2 separate regions of the Rattus norvegicus genome follow, and region 1 is linked to region 2. A link is a contact called in public Hi-C data. All regions are on one chromosome and are shown on one strand. The core of a region is the stretch at or near the end of the contact, and the rest is flanking DNA. Distances in the headings are between cores, read along the strand shown. Region 1 holds the start of Zfp536 (zinc finger protein 536). Region 2 overlaps Zfp536 (zinc finger protein 536).

The links. A called contact is a pair of places that touch in the nucleus more often than the background predicts.
Region 1: a Hi-C map of frontal cortex shows a contact between it and region 2, with 2.2 times the contacts expected there. The contact joins the promoter of Zfp536 here to the enhancer-like site in region 2. A contact is called at or near these places in 1 of 12 Hi-C or Micro-C datasets (frontal cortex) and 1 of 1 datasets of contacts at active chromatin or transcription factors (oligodendrocytes).

The regions. Positions count from the first base shown.
Region 1 is chr1:99,597,775-99,600,474 of GRCr8, reverse strand. Zfp536 (zinc finger protein 536) reads left to right here and starts at 1,432. Exons shown (of 7, transcript NM_001427135.1): 1 at 1,432-1,626.
Region 2 is chr1:99,447,969-99,450,668 of GRCr8, reverse strand. All of the region lies in intron 3 of Zfp536 (zinc finger protein 536), which reads left to right. Among named protein-coding and RNA genes, the nearest start is that of Zfp536, 150 kb to the left of the region's middle. Within about 2 kb of position 1,383, at least 31 of the 93 cell types and tissues checked have an H3K27ac peak or open chromatin away from gene starts, as enhancers often do.

The sequences.
Region 1 (2,700 bases), core at 183-2,682, 150 kb before region 2:
CAATGCCACATGCCAGCCTTTCTTTAAAAGCTGCTTGTTGGTGTCTCTGCACACTTCTTTTATTTTTATTGAACCTTTTCTCTCTCCCTCTCTTTTTCTTTCTTTTCTTTTCTTTTTTTTCCCCACCCATAATGACACCAGGATCATTATATAATCCCATAACAAAGAGGCTTTTGAGGCACCAGCTTTTGTCAACTCTAGGACAGAGCATTCGTAATTGCATTATTCGGCTTCCCCCCCATCTTTCCCCGCTTCCTCGGCACCACTGAAACCCCCACTTTGTTACCTCGGCTTGTATTATTTACCCAAACGTTCGCCTGGAGGACCAGCCTTGCAAAGTTGCCTTTAAAAAAGTTATTTTGTTTCGTAATTAAGTCTCGGAGCCCACCGCGATGATTATTCTGGACCCATAAGGCAGAGAACCTGCATGACGTTTTTCTCGAAGTTTAATTACCGTATGCTAATTTCCTTGCCTACTACGTGATTAATTAAAATCATATTTTCATAATCATTTGGCACTAGTATTGTTTTAGAATTATCATGATCTCCTAAATAGTGTCTGTAAATAAAGTCGCCTCTAATGGCAGGCGCGGGAGGCGAGGCTGAGGACCTCTCGGTGTTTGTATCGCGGCGATTGGCAACATAACGGCCTTATTTACATTAAATACGCCACAAGGTTACAGCGCGGATCAACGTCATTTGATCGCTGATGACTCCCTTAAACGCCCGGGCTGTGACTGATTCTCCACGTCCCGCTGTCCACCGAGATTCACCCGGGAGTTTTTTTTTCACCCCAGAAAAGAAACAGACTTTAAATAGTTTGAGGAGCAGGTAAGAATTACGCGTTTTCCTCTCTCCCTTTCCGCGTCTCTCTCTCTCCCTCTCTCTCTCTCTCTCTCTCTCTCTCTCTCTCTCCTCTCTTTCCGTGGCAATCGCTCTCTGCCTCTCGGCTGGATAAAAAATTCTTTAGTTAAAGGCAGGAATGCAAAGTAGTGACAAGCGAAGGGGCTGATGTATGTCTCCGTAACGAGTCTGACAATCAGAATGTAGCTCTTGGAGAATAGATAGATTTTAATAAGTGTGTTTACATGAGCTCAAGGTCAGAAGCAAGCTGCGCTGTGTTAAATGGTTTCTTAGTTGCTAGACAGAGAGAAAAAATGGACGACCACACACCATTCTTTGTAGATTATTATATCAAGGGTTCAGTCTCCGGCTCATCAAAGCTAAATGCTGAAAGACCTATCTAGTTGCTGTGAATTACGCCAGGGCGACAATGGAGATCCTTTTTAATGGTACAATGCATTTCACCTACCAGATAGGGGGAGGCCGAGCAGGGGATGGGATGTCTGCTGGGGTTGGATGATGAGTATCAATGAACGGGGCGATTCTGAAATGAGGTTGATGAAAAGCGAGCCTGCCCTGCTCAGGCTAGGCTGAGAGCAGTTGGCCGGGCTCTGGCGAGTGGGCGACTGAGGCGCGCGAGCTGGGCGCCCGTCCCCCCTCAGCCCCGGAAAATGATCAAGTCAATCATGTGGACATGTTTCATTATTCATTGAACACAATCTTTTACAACGCTCGGTTTACGTGCCCGAGTTTGCTCCCGACGCCCGCGTTTAATGTTTTAAGGTAAGGCAAACAAAGGTGGTGGGGAGGCCGGGGTTGGGGGTGGGGGCGGCGGAGTGGAGGGGCGCGCGGGTGCCAGGTGGTGGTGGGGGCGGCCCTGATCTCTGGGAGGTGGCAAAGTGAGTTTGGACACTTGGCGTGGTTCTCTACCCCCCTTTTCCCCTCCCCCTCCCCCCACCAGGCGAGGCCTGTAACCCGGTTGCTTCTCACCCCATCGCGATTAAAAAATATGGTCTAATTAAATATCCGTGGCTGTGACGTTGGAGAGAGAAGCTGTCAGCGGGGGTTAAGAGGAAAGGGGGGGGGTATGTGGAAAAAAGAAAAAAAAAACAGGAGGAGGAAAACCGAGTAGAGGCGGCCACCCGGCATCGAATGGCGCTGGAGAACTTCGGCGGAGAGCGGGACCCGCGCCCCGGCCGCCGCCTCCCCACCGCAGCCGCAGTCCCGGGACCGTTACTTTGAAAGGGAGTCCCGAGGGCCGAGCGCTCAGAGCCCCAGTGGGATCCGGCGTCCACACGGCCTGGCCCGCGCCTCCCTCCTGCGCTCCCGGCCTCTGCTCGCAGCCGGGAAACTTTCCGTAGGGTCGGGGGCCGGGGGAGCCAAGAGAGAGGGGAGGCTGCGCGGCGGAAACTTCTCCAGCGACTTTACCCGTTTGCTCCAGTGCCGGGGCTGGGGGGGGGGGGCGGTCCCCGGCTACCTTCGCCTCCCCCGCCCCGCCATCGTGCGTGGTGCGATCTGCACTACCTGGGAATCAGGGGGTAATTGGCAATTATTTTATTTTTAAAAATCAAAGTTAGCTGATGCTTACGGGGTGCCTAACTTGCGGTTGTAGAGAGCGGCCAAGACCTGCCATTTTGTGTTTGCATCGGCTTCCTGCGTCCTAAGAGCCGGGCAAGGCCCTGCGAGGTGCCTGGGGGGCGATCCCGGGACCCCGAGACCTTAGAGGCACCGGCACACGTGTGCGCCGCCCTCAGCACCTGCCCCAGTCCGGCCCAGGTCCCGGGGGCCCGCGGGGGCCTGAGACACAGAAATAAATAAATAAGTAACAGGTTATGGAGGGAAATGAGCCGGCCAGTC
Region 2 (2,700 bases), core at 134-2,633:
TACATTTTTATATATTTTTATGGATAGTAATGAAAAAATATATATATTTTATATTTCCTCCATTTTTTTTAGTCTGGCACCATAAAAAAATAAAAAGTAATACTATTTAATCACCCACAGCTTAATAGTGCCTTAGTTGTTTACTGCCACTGTACTAATTGTTCTGTACTAATGTGTTTTTCTGTGATATCCAGTAGTGCTAAGAGAACGGAGATCTATAACCAATTAAATATAGTGTTTTGTATGTTAAAAATATATCTGGGGAGGCTAGAAAAGGAACAGAAGCCGCCCTTAAGCAAGGCGCGTTGGCACCGTGTCGGCGCCCAGCAGAAGGTGCCCGCACTGCCTCTTTTGCGCAAAGACAAAGGGGGTAATTTTTTTGGCAAGAAAACAAACCCCAAGAAAACACAACAAACTGAGTGTTTCCTTTTTTTTTTTCTCTTGGCCCCCCTCCTGCAACTCCTCAGGCTGTTTCTGGCCTCTCTCCTCAGCAGGGAGAGGTGGGTTGTGGAGCCAGGCAAGGCTAGCAGCCTTGCTACCCTGAGCCCCCTGCAGGTCTTGCGGGGGAGGGAGGCTGGCCCAGGGCCCAGCGGGGTTCCGCGGCCATAAGCCTGAAGAGCGCCCCATTCACACGCGGGCGGCCCTGGGCACAGGGTTAATTGAGGATCATTGTTAGTTCTAACAGGAGCGGGGTGTCCTGGGTTTGGGGGGGGGGGGCGCGGCGAGAGGGTGTGAGGGGGAACTTGTAGGCGCGGCGGCCGTTGCAGAGACAGCAAGGTGATGATGGGGAAACCAGACATAATAGCATTCATGCAATTACTAAAGACTCTGGGAGTGACCAGAAAAACGCCGCCTCTGTCCGGGATGTGTGCAGGCCAGCTCACGGGTCACACGCACTCTCACGAACACGCGCTCACGCGCGCACACGGACACACAGACACACACAGACACGCACAGACACACAGACACACACAGACAGACAGACAGACAGACACACACACACACACACACACACACACACACACACACACACACACACACACACACACGCGTACGTTCGCTGGCGCGGCGCCCGGTGGCTCCCGGTGGCGCTCGGTGGCAAGGCGGCCGCACGATCTCATGCTGCCCTCATCCGCCGCCCGCCCCGCCGCCTGCCAGCCAGCCCCAGCCCGCGCCCGGGCCCCGCCGAGCGGCCGCACTTCACCTTACGGAGGGGGAGATAATGAGATCAATTAGAGGCGCCGTCACCGCGCCGAGACAGCTGCTGGTGCATAGTAATCACCGCGGGGCTCCCAGCTACCTGCTCGCAGCACCGCTGCACTGCGTGTCCCTCCCGGTTCCACACTGCCTGGCCTTGTGCCCTCCTGTCACCTTCTCCTGGAACTCGCTCCTTAGATGGCCTGGGTGGGATGTTCAAGAGCAAGACCGGTGTGACAGAGCGCATGTGCTTATAGTGTGACAGTGTGTGAATTTACACACCGGTGTGGGTGCCAGGGAGAATAGAAGGAGCATCTGTCCCTGTGCCTGCTGGTGTGTGCTCCTGAGTGCTGGCATCCTGTGCATTTGCATGGGTGGCCTACAGAGATGTAGGTGTGTGTGTGTGTGTGTGTGTGTGTGTGTGTGTGTGTGTGTGCGCGCGCGCGCCCCTGTGCAGTTGAGGTTAATGGTCTGCACAGGACTCCCCTACATATTTATTTTATGAGGTTTGTTATTGTGGGTAGCCTAGGAGAGACCTGCATGTATGTTGTGAGTGACACATGAATGGAAGTATGTCTGTGGGATCATGCACATGCCAGGTGGTACCATACTCTTCTCCTTTTAGTTGCTCTGTGGTGTTCAATTGTCTCTTTGAAGGCCAGTTGTTGCTAAGTGAGAACCAAGTGCCACGTGCCCCTGAGTCACAACTTGGACACTCTCGATATCCCCCACCCCATACATACTTCTTCGTGGACTACCGAGGTGGCTCTTGGCCACCAAGCACATCTCTGCTGTGTCTCCTCAGGTCTGGGGGCTCATCTTTGTGGTTTCTGTTTGATTCTACACTTCAAACGGGTCCAATTTCAGGAGCTGTGGGGATCTCCCATCTGCCTACTGTATGCCATTTACCCATCTCTGGCCAGGAGAGGAGGAGACTGTGAAGGGCCAGATCGTCCCGGTTCTGCCTTAGACACTTGTTAGCACCTTCAAGGTGTTCAGGTTGGCCATTGGGAGTGCTCTTTTGTTCTTGACAGTGGTTGAGCAGGACCAGTGCTAAGAAAACAAAATTGATCAGAGTCAAGAGTTGGGGCAGCCTTACAACAACAGCCCCCTTGACCTATGGAGAATTTATTGATAGCCCCCACCCAATGGATATGCCCCTAAGCCACAAAATGTCAGCTTTCTATATGAGTGCCTTTACTATGAAGTTTAGTTCCAAAAGTTTAGGCACAGCTGGAGCCTGAAGATGGCTGGACAGCATGTAAGGGGGTGAATATGCTAGTCACAGCACGGGGTGGGGGTGGGGGTACACACACAGGGGGGATAGGACACAGCAGCATGAAACAATTGAGAGGTGACTTATAACTTACAAATTGCCTGCCCCTGGAATTTTCCATTCAATATTTTCAGGCCATTTTTGACTATGACTGACAGAAGTTTTGGAAAGCACAACCTGCCATAATGTAAACTGTAAAGGCAGCTAACTCCGGGCGAGTCAGCTGC